2 separate regions of the Gasterosteus aculeatus genome follow, and region 2 is linked to region 1. Evidence: chromatin contacts called from public Hi-C data. All regions are on one chromosome and are shown on one strand. Each heading gives the region's core, a stretch centred on a gene start, on an enhancer-like site or on the middle of the called end of the contact. The rest is flanking DNA. Distances are from core to core; before and after follow the strand shown.

Region 1 (2,700 bases), core at 176-2,675:
GCCAACGGGAGGCACTGATTCTGTTAGAAAATGTACATTATTCATGAAATCTTAATATTAAATGACATTTGTAACGGCTTGCTCTAAACATTATGCGTCTCTTCTGGTACAGGAGCTCATCAATACTTCATCATTGTGAACATTTCCCATGATGACACAAACAAACAAAGTTCCCTTCATGGGGAGTTTGTCGGATTTAAAGTGGTTCGAGGGGAAGAACGCAGAGCTTTTTGTTGGGACTGAGGCTGAATCTTAATTCAACATCATGTCCTTCTTGGGGAAAATATATCAAGTGTTTAATTAACTTGTGAACATACCCATGTGTCTTATAGCGGAATAGGACTATCGTTGATCTGAGAGTTATGCAGGGAGACGTTAGTAATAACTGCCCCCCGCGCTGCAGACACGGAGGTGATATTTATTCAGGGCTCTCAGCCTCTCTGAGGGGCCACAAACCAGCACCGACTGCTGCCATTACCGTAATGCCCGGTAATCAACCCCCCCCCCCCCCCCAACGCACACGCAGGTAAACACAGATTACAGGTGAGCCGCGTTGTTAAAGAGGTTTAGTTGAGAGGATTAGTTGTTTCCCTGAACAGTCTGAAGCAGTGAGGAATCAGGACCACAACAACAAGGGGCACCAGGCCAGCAGGGCCACACCTCGCTCCCCAGAACACACACACACACACACACACACACACACACACACACACACACACACCCACACACACACACACACACCCACACACACACACACACACACACCGGCATAGTGCTTAAACGCGGTCAACTTTTGTTCCTTCTGTTTCTTTACAACAGGTCACAGACAAGTGCGGTACATTACGCGCGCACAACGCAGGTGGAAGAGCGGGCACAGAGGGGACAGGGGGACAGGGGGGACAGGGGGACAGCAGGACAGGGGGGGGAGTTGCCTTACCTTGGACCGCGAGGAAGATCGCCGCCGCCAGCCAAGCGTTCCTCCCCGGAGGGACCGGGCGGCGCGCTGCGTGATCTCTCGCCATTCTTCCGCGCGGAACACGAGCTGGACCTTAATATCCACCACTGCGCCGCGTTGTTTCTGCGGCGTGGGGAGTTGGCGGGTGTCGGAGCGAGCTCGGTTATTCCTTCTCGGATCGACTCGAGAAACTTGCGGAGTGGAGCGCAGACTGGGCCGGGGGCGGGAATCTGCAAGTTGCGGCTTGTCGTTGCCGGTGTGTCCGTCCGCTGTCTCTCTCCGACCAGGAGCGCGTTCACTTCCTCCGTCCGACTTTCACTGGACGAAGAAGAAGAAGAAGAAGCAGAAGAAAGGGGCCGGACAGGTAAAGCTACGCGGCTGGTTGGTGCGCGTCACGGTGCGTCTGGCCGCGCAGAGGACGGAGCGGGATGTGCGGCGCGGCGCGGCGGCTGAGCGCGGAGCACCACGGTGATGTCAGCAGAGCGTCACCAAGAGGACGCGAGCCGCAACAGAGAGATGCGGGGGGGGGGGGGGGGGGTGGAGGGGGGGTGGGGGTCCCAAACAAACACACAGGCGTTGTGTGTTTTAGTGCCGTCATCCGTCATTCCGTTGATTAGAGACAATACTGGATGATATCTTAATGAACAAGGGAATCATTTGGTGGAGTGAAGCTACACATTTACTCAACTTCTATACTTCTGTACAATTTACTTTACGTGCGTATTTCTTTTACTCCTCTACTTTACAAAGGTGGATATTATACATGTTTACTAGAATCCTTTCATTTTCCAACCGCTTTTATATGGAAATGATGGAATTGTTTTCATGAACACCCAAAGCAGTGTCTCGATGCCTTAGCAACTCGGAAACCTCTAATGGTATTTTCAAAACAACGTTGATGTCTCCCAAGAGAATCCGCCTGTATGTAAGCATATGAATAAAACGTTGGCAGCGTGTCCTTGAGTGGGGACCTCAGTGGGCTTCACTGGCACATCACATCAACAGCTCCCCCAGCACGCGCTTTCTAAGAAGCCCACGAAGCCCCTCGTTAATGAGAGAGCGGAGGAAACCTTAGGAGAGGTAACACAAAGAGAAATACTGCTTCTGTGCAGAGACAATTAGCCTGCACACGTAACTGGCAACAAAAACAAAGAGATGTTTGTACCGTTCAAAAGAAGAATTCAGCATTAATACAGTCAAACGAGTCCAGTAGAGGTAAAATAGCTGCAACGTAGGAGGAGGATGCCATGGCAATATTACAGGACAACGAGGAAGAAAAGATACAACCAAGAGACCATAAACTGTCACCTGCAAATGATAACAATCTAGGGATATTAATGAAAACCTTAAGCATTTGCATGTTGATGTTGTTTGAAAGTTGCACAATATGATCGGAGATGTGCTCTAAAAGGGTGTAAACACATTATTCACTTAATCTCGATTTAGATCTAAATCCTGACTCACTTGTGTGTTTTATCTATTACATCAAAACACACACGCACACACAAGTACAAGAGACGTGCGCACGTGATGGATTCTGCCATCTTTGTCGTCCCCTGCTTAGAAAGAGCGATGCGCCGAGGTTTGTTTTTCTTTCAAAGACAGAAATGTTTCAAATGCGGGAGCGTCGGAGGTAAATAAACAGAGCCCACTCCGCCGCACGGAGAGGACGTTCTCCCTTCGTTCTCCCTTCGTTCTCCCTTCTGCCGGGGACGATAAGGAGAACGTCTTTGAAGTCGACTGCG
Region 2 (2,700 bases), core at 123-2,622, 210 kb before region 1:
GTGTGCCGAGGATCCCTCCGATGACAGCGCCTGACGACGGGCCCGGAGTCATCCGCCGCTCCGTATCTGGTTCAGGGTGAGAAGAAAAACAAGAGAGGATTCGTTTCATTGGAATCACTAATCGGCGCTGATACCGTCCGTAGCCGAGCAACAAAAACGCCACGCACGCAGCAGCGAGTTGGCGTCTAATGGAATATGTGTAAGCGTCATGAGTAATCACAGCTGCGATGATACGCAGGTAATCAATAGTTTCTACTCAGCATTCAGAATAATGCTCAGCTAAAAGCCGCCCGTTGGGTCCCGAACGCTCACTAACGCCGCCGTTCTTTGGTGTGCAGCTTCATCAGCTGCGTGTCACGCCGACCTCGACCTCTCCTTTCAATTAAGAGCCAATTTGTGATTCGCTGACGGCTTGCGAGGCCTCTAACTCGACTGTAAAAGCATCTTATTACAAGCAGTGCTTTTTTTATTTCAAACAAGGCTGACAGCAGCTGCACACAACAGCAGCCACCACCACGAATGCTTGAGCACAATCACCGGCTGCAGCGGGGATTTTGGCGGCAGCAACAAAGGTAGGGTGGAATTTTTCCACAGGTTGTTTGGGTCCTCTTTGTTGGGAAAATCATATTTCATCACCGGTGGCGAAGTAAACGCTGTCACGTTTGATACAGAGATGATAAAAGGATAACTGCCCCCGTGATTTGCACTCGTTTGGTTTCACTACGTAGTGCATTTTAGCTGACGCGCGTATGATTCTTCACTGGGGATGAATCAGTCTTTGCACTGCAATGTTCTTTGCGGTGTTGAGTCTTCCCTTGTACTGCAGCTCGTGAAACACATCAGAATGAAATTGAATATATTAAAAAAAATCAAGCAAGCAGAAGTGACGTCCTCCTTATCCTTACTGCTGCTGCTTATCCTTTGGTCAAATAACCCACAGCTTACAGATCACGAGAAACAAAACATACACAACACAATTTTGATCACTTCCCAAACTAATTTCAATCAACCTTCATTGTAATTTGGGGTTGCCGAAAATAAATGTAACAACATGCATAGCTAGTTGCAACGAGTCATGAGTCAGAGAAGCTGAAACTACGTCTTTCATCATAACAAAAGACTGGGTGTGTTTCCTCCTCCATCTCGCCAGCAGGTGGGGTTCTGGTCCAAGCTTTAACGGACCTCTAGGAGGGAGAGAGAGATGAGGAAAGGAAAGCTTAAAGAAAACTTGAAAACAAAGGAGAGAGGGGACAAATATCCAGATGCAGTAGAGGATGAGGTAGGAAAGAAGGAGGGGAGGGAGGAGGGGTGAAGGCGGTGAGAGACAGATGGGAGGCGGGGCACAAGCACACAAGATGCATGTCAACGGGACGCTTCCACCGGCGACGTGCGGCCTTCACGGGAGGCAAGCTGGATGTGTGCGTGGGAGTGAAGGGGGTTGGCTATGGAAGATGAGGGCGGAGGACAGGCAACCGATTGGTCAGGGTGGGGGTGGAGGGTAGTGGAGAGCACCCAAGGATAGTAGAAGAAGAAAAGATGGATTACTTGCACCTTTCTTACTCATTACATCCCTGAACAGGCAGGAAGCACCGGCCACTGTCCTCATACACTCCCAAGGGGAGGTACCACGCTTTGGGTGGAGGTTTCCATCCACCTGTGTTCATGAGCGCATCCACGGAAAGGCCAGAGAACACTTGACCAAATATAGCTATGGGAAAATACCCGTCGGCATCAGTAAACAACGAGTAGCAAAAGTTGCCTGATTTTGCCTGATGTTCATTATTAATAAAGCGTTTGAAAGAGCACTGAAAAACAAGAGCTGTTGCCAACAGGTTTCCGAGGGAATGAGATGGCGTGCTCTGAGAAGTAGTGAGGGATGATGACGCTGGTAGCTGGAGTTTGCGCGAGAGGACCACAGATGTGAGCACAGTAAACAAAGGAAGCGAGGCTCCTTTGCCACTCAAGACGCCGATGGCCACATGAGCCTCAGCGCTCCATCTGAAAACCGGAATTCTGAAGCCTCACAAGACTTTAAACAGGGCGCTGTTTGACAATCTTTACCAAACCTATGAATATTGTATAATCGGTCTCAACTGCCATCGTCTCCCCAAACGTAATCTCACTGTAGTTGCCGTGTGCAGCTATTTTAGAAGTGAAAATGTTAGAATTAAATGTAAGAAAATGTTCTAACTGAACGTAACCGGAGGTTTAGCAGAAGTGTCCCATCCATAAATTCTACTTTTGGCTTTAGTGGAGGAGAACATTCAGACCACTAGCTGATGAAAATCCACGGCTTTGGCAAACGTTTCGCCCATTAAGTTATTATTATGTTCCCTGCCAGCTGGAATGATACCTTCAAAAACTTTGCTTCTACTCTAGTTTCTTGGTTAATGTTTCCAACCATCCACATGCTGTGGAAGTGATGAGTGTAGCGATAAGTGAACCCGCCCACTGTCCCTTCCTGCCTGTGCTCCACACATCCGTATCCCAGCTCCCCCTTCTCCTCCATTCAACTCCATCTTTTACAGTCAATCTTTATTTGAAATGCAGCTCAATTTCTTCATCAGCGAGTCGGCGCTGGAGTTGTTGGAATATATATATATGTGAATTATCAAACATTGATATTGTTAAATCAATAGCCAAGGCCTCATTTTGTATCATTGCTTTATAGAAGTTAAAATGAGTGGGTGGAAACTCCGG

The links. Hi-C and Micro-C count contacts between places; a contact is called where the count stands out from the background.
Region 2: a Hi-C map of whole body shows a contact between it and region 1, with 5 times the contacts expected there. The contact joins the enhancer-like site here to the promoter of pvrl2l in region 1. A contact is called at or near these places in 3 of 6 Hi-C or Micro-C datasets (skeletal muscle, tail fin and whole body).

The regions. Positions count from the first base shown.
Region 1 is chr10:2,580,757-2,583,456 of fGasAcu3.hap1.1, reverse strand. pvrl2l (PVR cell adhesion molecule related 2 like) reads right to left here and starts at 1,425. Exons shown (of 10, transcript XM_040189452.2): 1 at 938-1,425. The coding sequence starts at 1,022.
Region 2 is chr10:2,789,138-2,791,837 of fGasAcu3.hap1.1, reverse strand. pvrl2l (PVR cell adhesion molecule related 2 like) reads right to left here. Exons shown (of 10, transcript XM_040189452.2): 7 at 1-66. Among protein-coding and RNA genes, the nearest start is that of LOC144383502, 15 kb to the left of the region's middle. Within about 2 kb of position 1,372, at least 2 of the 9 cell types and tissues checked have open chromatin away from gene starts, as enhancers often do.